2 separate regions of the Lactuca sativa genome follow, and region 1 is linked to region 2. The links are chromatin contacts, called in public Hi-C maps. All regions are on one chromosome and are shown on one strand. Each heading gives the region's core, a stretch centred on a gene start, on an enhancer-like site or on the middle of the called end of the contact. The rest is flanking DNA. Distances are from core to core; before and after follow the strand shown.

Region 1 (3,240 bases), core at 355-2,854, 430 kb before region 2:
CATTTGACCATGAATCGAGCACTTTCTTGTCTAATGGACAAAAGGGTACTTGTGAACCTGCTTTAGGTCTTTGTAGATGTATCTTTGAAGAAACTACAAGAAAGAAGCTCAAAAACATGTCACGTTTCGATGTTTTTTGTGTATGTTTTCATAAAGTTGGATAAAAAATACATACAGATATTGGCGTTAGGGTGTCCATCTTTCCATTTAAATGAAAGTTTGTGTGTGGACTTTTTACGAACACTTGGTGGGCTTGAGCTTAAAGATCTTCTTTTTTCAATGGAGGGGACAGTAGCAGCAAGACAAGGGAGACAGTTGCTGGGGATTACTCCACAGTCCAACAGACCATCTTCTCTTCCAGAAGTTTCATCAACAGAAGAAGATATTTCATCAAGGTATACCGGTTTGATTTCGTTAGGACCTTCGGATCTTGATCTTGGATTCATTTCTTCTGGATGAACTGAAGAAATGCTTGCCCTAGAGGCGCCTTCCGACCCATTAAGAGAACTCACATCTGGTTATTTAATTTATATACAGATTTATGAGATGAAAGATATAAGGTTGCATGTTGAAATGGGTATCGAGTATAATAGATGAAAGCGTACCATCAAGAACACTCTGGAAATCGTCTTCACTGCAGTCGGAATCAAGAACTGCGGCGGAATCATACCAAGATTCATCAGTGCTCCCTGCTAATGAAAAAATGTAGATTTGGGTGAGCTAATAACATAAGGTTGCAAAAAATCATTTGAAATGTACTAGTTATGACAACGAAGATTATAAAAATGTAGCCTTTTGTGGAAGCGGATAGAGTATCTCTAAAATTAGTAAGAAGTGAATATTCAAGAAGAACACCACTGGAAAGTTGTGCCAGAAAGGGATAAGAGAACTAAAAGAAACCCCAACGAAAACAAGGAAATCCAACACATTAACTCAAGTTTTTGATTAATTTTAACAATGGAATTACTTCCAAGACAGAAATTAGTCAAGTAATCAATCGAATTGCAACAGAAACACAGATAATTTAGAAAAGATGTAGATCAATCGTCTCAATTATTACACACACAGAGCGAGCGAGAGAGAGAGAGAGAGAGAGAGAGAGAGAGAGAACCGCGGAAAGTGGGATTAACGAAGGACTTATCAGACGGAAGGGACTTTGATTGATCGGATAAACGAGTGGAAACACGTCGTTTCAAGCCTTTCTTTCGCCTCCTAAATTTCCTCTTGGACGATGTTATTCTACCTCCGACGCAACTCTCCGGCGTCGACAAGCAAGCTCCCATCTCAGTACCGGTTTCCTCTTTCTCACTCTATGATCAAATTATTCGACACAGCATTTTAATCGAAAGAAAACGAAGAAGAAACGTGTGACGATAGATATGCTCTCCTCCAACAACCGCTTCAATTCTTGTTTTTCTTTCAAGAACTTTCAGTTTCTATTAAAACATAAATTATAGGTAGAAGTTAATGCGTGTGTTTGAGAGAAAGAGATAAAAATTTGGTGAGATGATCTTGAAATTGAGAGCTGGAAGAAACAAGAAGAAAGTCAAATAAGCCGCTTGGCTTTGATATTGAGTGACGGATTGTTGAAGAAAAGAAGGGGAGGGGGGATCTACGTATTGTTTTCAGAACCCAAAAAACGTAGATGAATTGGGACCCACCAAATGGTACAATAGGACTGCCACGTCGACCACTGCACTTAATTTCCTGGGAAATGTAAACGTGTGTCTCCTCTCTCTCTCTTTATGTTGTACAAAAACTGTTCTCATCACGTATTTCTAAAATTACTTTTTTATTTTTAAGTTATTTAAAAATTTGTGATACTTGATATTTTATTATTTAAATATTTATATAGGTAGCAGGAGTAAATATTAAATAATTTTTAAAGTAAAATTTTAAAATAAATAGACGTATTTAACAAATGAAACAAAAGGATCAAAAGAATTATTAACGAAAATATTATTCATAATATTAATAATTGTCTTGTCATCATTTAAATTATTAATTTTTTCTTCTTTTATATCTAATGTTGTTTCTTCAATATCAATGTTTGAACAATTAACTTTATATATTTTATTAATCTTAAGACTTTGTATTTTGACCGGATGTATGAAGAAATTAATGAAGCATTCAATGTTTTGTCTACTTCTGTTAGAAACGCATATATTATATGGGTTGCTTTAAAAAAATATATTAAAAATTAGGATTAAACATTAACAAAATTTAAATCGATATATTTCAATAGGATTTAACTGGGATACAGGATTATTAGGTATTTTTAATAAAAATAAATTGTTGAAACGTTAACCATAGTTTCAATAACTTCAATCAGACCACTCCATTTTTTGATGAGTGGTTATTGGTTAGAAGTTAGTATCATAAAGTTATTAGAATTCGTCAACGCCCAAATTAAATCTCAAGACCTCTCATGTTAGATTCAAAACCTTTATTAATTGAGTTATTCCCACATTGGCAACCAAATCACACTGTAATCATGAAATGCGAAATTAATAAATAATTGTAATAAAAACAAATCGTTGAAGCATCAACCATAGTTTGTGTAAGTCCCTAATCTGCATGTGTATCAGTCAGATCCGTTTGATGGTGCGGAATCCCAATCAAACGGATGATGTCAGATAAAATAGAAGAGAAGGAGAAGAAGAAGATGATGAATTTCAATGTATTGATAATATGAATTAAATTCCTTACACAAGATTCACACACACAAACGCTCATTTCTCTCTGGCCGTAAACTCCTTAGGGTTCATCAATCTCTACTCCTCACCCTAACACCTCTATTTATACTTGGAATATGGGCCGGATAACACATGTGCCGTAAATGAGTTTACAGCCATAAACTCAGCCGTAAACTAGACCATAAATTCACAAATATTACAGAAAAATACAACTGCCTAGAAAAGTAAAGTATAAACCATATTTTGACCCAACAATCTCCCCCTTGGTTTATAGCTTTCTTTTCTTAATTGACCCAACAAGCTCCCCCTAAAAAGTAGCTGGCTCTTCTTGTCAATCTTCAATGGAAGCTTGGCTTCAGCTTTAACCTTCGATTTCTTCACAGCATCAGGATGAACATATGAATCTTCAATAATTGACTTCATCTTGAGCAGTTGGGCATTTCTTCAGAATTTGGCATTGATCGCACATTGGGTGAGGAGGCTTGACGTACTGATTCTTGAAAGATAACGCTTTCAGCTTGAGAATCTTCAGAGAGAACATCAG
Region 2 (3,288 bases), core at 708-3,207:
CCTATAGTAGCCCAGTAATAGATACATATAATATTTCATATAATAAAGTTTCAAATAATATCATTATAACACGGACAAGTATTCAAAGGTGTAAAATATTCACCTCAAGTTGCACAACAAACACTTCACATCTATATGTGGACAATTGACTAGTGATCCATGATTAACTAAGTGACTATCCACTAATAAAACCTTAATTACAATAAGTGTTCTTAATCTTATTTTATTTATTAAATATGTTATTGACAAAATTTAAAAGGAACGAAAGATTCTAAGATGAAAACGTCATATGAAGATGTAAAAGATTTGGATGAGCACAAATATGTAAATAAGATCTGATTTCATTAAAAGATTTTGGCTTTCATATTTGGTATGTGAAGCTATCCCTCACGATATAATAAGTAGGGGTGGTCAAAAATATCCGCATCCGAACATCCGATCCGAAAAATCCGAAAATCCGATCCGAAAATACCCGAAAAATCGGATATCCGAAAATTTGGATACCCGAAATTCAGATATCCGGTTTTTCGGATTCGGATACGGATATTAAAATGTGAAAATTTCGGATATTTCGGATATCCGAAATCCAAAATATATAATATAAAAAATTATTAAAAATAGTTTTAATGCATTGGGTTTTTTCATTTGAAATTCAAAAAGACAAGTTATCAACATTTTTACTTGGTACGCAAAGTGAAGATGGTATAAATGTTACCTTTTTTATGTTGATTTTAGTAATTTGAGTTTGATTTCTCAAGATCTTCAGGTGTCATAAGGTAACTTGCATTTAACCGGACCAAATGAAGTCTTATTATACCTAACAAATGCACGGAAACGTTCTTGTTCTTGGAGGGTTTATTTTCTTTATTTAAAACTAATGAAATTCGGATATCCGGTTTAATATCTGAATCCGTATCCGAAATTTCGGATATCCGAATTTCGGATATCCGAAATTTCGGATACGGATTCGGATATCATTAATCAACTATCCGAATTTTCGGATATCCGGTTTTGAACACCCCTAATAATAAGGACTTTCAAAGATTGGTTGGAATAAAATAGCCACCTTGTTGCCTCTAGAGTAATGTTTTAGTGTTTCATTAGAGTTTGTTTAATGATGTTGTACCTTGATGCATTTGATTCTAACATTTCAAACAATATTCCAAGTGACCTATAGCTATAAGTATACAATAACCTCTAAAATTTTTATTTAACATATGGATACATGATTTAAGCCTTAATTAACATACTACTCAAAACATTAAATCAATGATTTACAATTATAATGAAGATCTATGATTTTGGATCCTAAAACTATGATTAACTTCCACTAGAGTTTCAATTTGACCAGAGGGACTGGAATGTAGTAAAAATGAGATAGAGTTCATGTGGCATGTTTTACCACAATGAACACCTCTCTCTCTCTCTCCATGGTTTAGACCCTGTGGTTCGAGGAATGTGTCAAGAATTAGTCATGATCCCCTCACTCTTCCTCCATCTCTCTCTCTTCTTTCTGTTTCCTCTTTTCATGATATATCATTCATTGTGTGTGGTATTGAAGTGTGGCAAAATGAAATACAGTATGGTAACAATAACATCACTCCCTCTAGCCTTAGATTCTAAACATGGCGAAGTATATCTCTAACTCGTAACATGTGAATCTAATTGGTGATTTAATGGTGTTTTATGGAAAACGAATATGAATTTAATGATATTTATTGAACATATAAACCAATTAAACCTGAAATAGACGGTTAAAATAGCATTTTTGTTGGTACAACATGTATAAAAATAAAAATTTAGTAATTGCAAGTTTTCTTTTACCAAATTAATTTTCCGTAGATGTAAATATTTGATATTGAAGATAATGAAATGTAAAAATATTTATTTTGGTGAATCGTACGGCTGAGAACAGGTTACAGATTTGTGATTATTTAAAAAGAAAAACGCTCGACACTCCGAGAATCCTCACTCAGAAGTCACTTCTTTTCAACTCCCGAGGTCTACCTCGCTAACGTACACTGGTGGAGGGTACAGTACGCACCCAACAACCCTCCACTGTCAAAGGAGATCACAAGCAGCTTTATCACCCACCCTCTCTCTCTCTCTCTCTCTCTCTCTCTCTCTCTCTCTCTCTCTCTCTCTCTACATATACTTATCAGTATCTACATCTCTCTTTCAACCGTCTAGCTGATTTGGCACTCACGAGTTGAAGTTTGTTTGACGCAATCTAGGGTTTCCAGGAGTTGGATGGTGATTTGATTTGTTATCGTTTTATTGCGTGGATGGATCCGCCGATGATGATGAATGGAGGTGGTTTTCGGTCAGGTAACACGGGGTCTTCGTTGTGTAATTTGCCTGAGATCTGGCCCTTTCAGATAAATCTAGGCGGTGGCGGTGGCAATGCGGTGGCGTTCGGTATGGGGCAATTGGGGGATAATAGCGGTGGTAGCGGTGCTTTTGTGGATAATCGAGATCATGTAGCGGTGGATGATCCCATGGTTGTAGACCAGAGAGGGAATAGTAATCAGAGTAAGAAACGACGTGAAGATGATGATTCGTCTAAAGGCGTTTCAACTAGCAGCCGTAGCAATGGCAATAGCATGGTATTCAATATTCAATCAACCCTACCAATCTAATTGATTCAATATTGATTGCATCAAATTCACTGTAGCTTTGGATTTACTATTGAATATTGATATATATATCTACTATGCTTCACTATTTTCAATTGCTTTTCCCTAAGTTGATTTCTCAGATTAGACTTTAAAGTTCCTCACGTGACTTTCATGGTCAAATTCGGAGGAAATCCAAAAGAATCTATTCAAATTAGAAATTAAAGCATGATTATCTTCCACTTTATGCTTTTTTCTCTACGTTGAAAACAATTCTCTCAATCTCGATCCAAAATTCTTCGACCTCACCAACCTTTATTCTATTAAACTCACACCATAGAAACAGTTTCATTTCATGCTCTCCTTTCTGAATTCAGTTCTTCTGAAATTTTCAATCAGCTTGATAGTGATGGCAAACGATTGAAGAGTTTGGCGCTTGAAAACGAATCAGAATCTAAACCAAAACCAGAACCTGAAAGAAGCTCTGGAAAGAAAGCAGAAAACAGTGGAAAACCATCTGATCCATCTAAACAAGATTACATTCATGTTCGAGCAAGAAGGGGTCAAGCCACCGACAGCCATAGTTTAGCAGAAAGAGTAATTTCTTTCTAACCTTATCTAAAATGTGAAAAATTAAATTCTTTTTCTTTTGTACTCTGTTATAACTTTTGAA

The links. Hi-C and Micro-C count contacts between places; a contact is called where the count stands out from the background.
Region 1: a Hi-C map of leaf shows a contact between it and region 2, with 6 times the contacts expected there. The contact joins the promoter of LOC111888363 here to the promoter of LOC111888375 in region 2. A contact is called at or near these places in 2 of 4 Hi-C or Micro-C datasets (both in leaf).

What each region holds. Positions count from the first base shown.
Region 1 is chr3:68,575,478-68,578,717 of Lsat_Salinas_v11, reverse strand. It overlaps LOC111888363, which reads right to left and starts at 1,604. Exons shown (of 8, transcript XM_023884551.3): 1 at 1,112-1,604; 2 at 606-689; 3 at 176-514; 4 at 1-93. The coding sequence starts at 1,283.
Region 2 is chr3:68,145,461-68,148,748 of Lsat_Salinas_v11, reverse strand. LOC111888375 (transcription factor BHLH094) reads left to right here and starts at 1,957. Exons shown (of 6, transcript XM_023884561.3): 1 at 1,957-2,606; 2 at 3,015-3,212. The coding sequence starts at 2,286.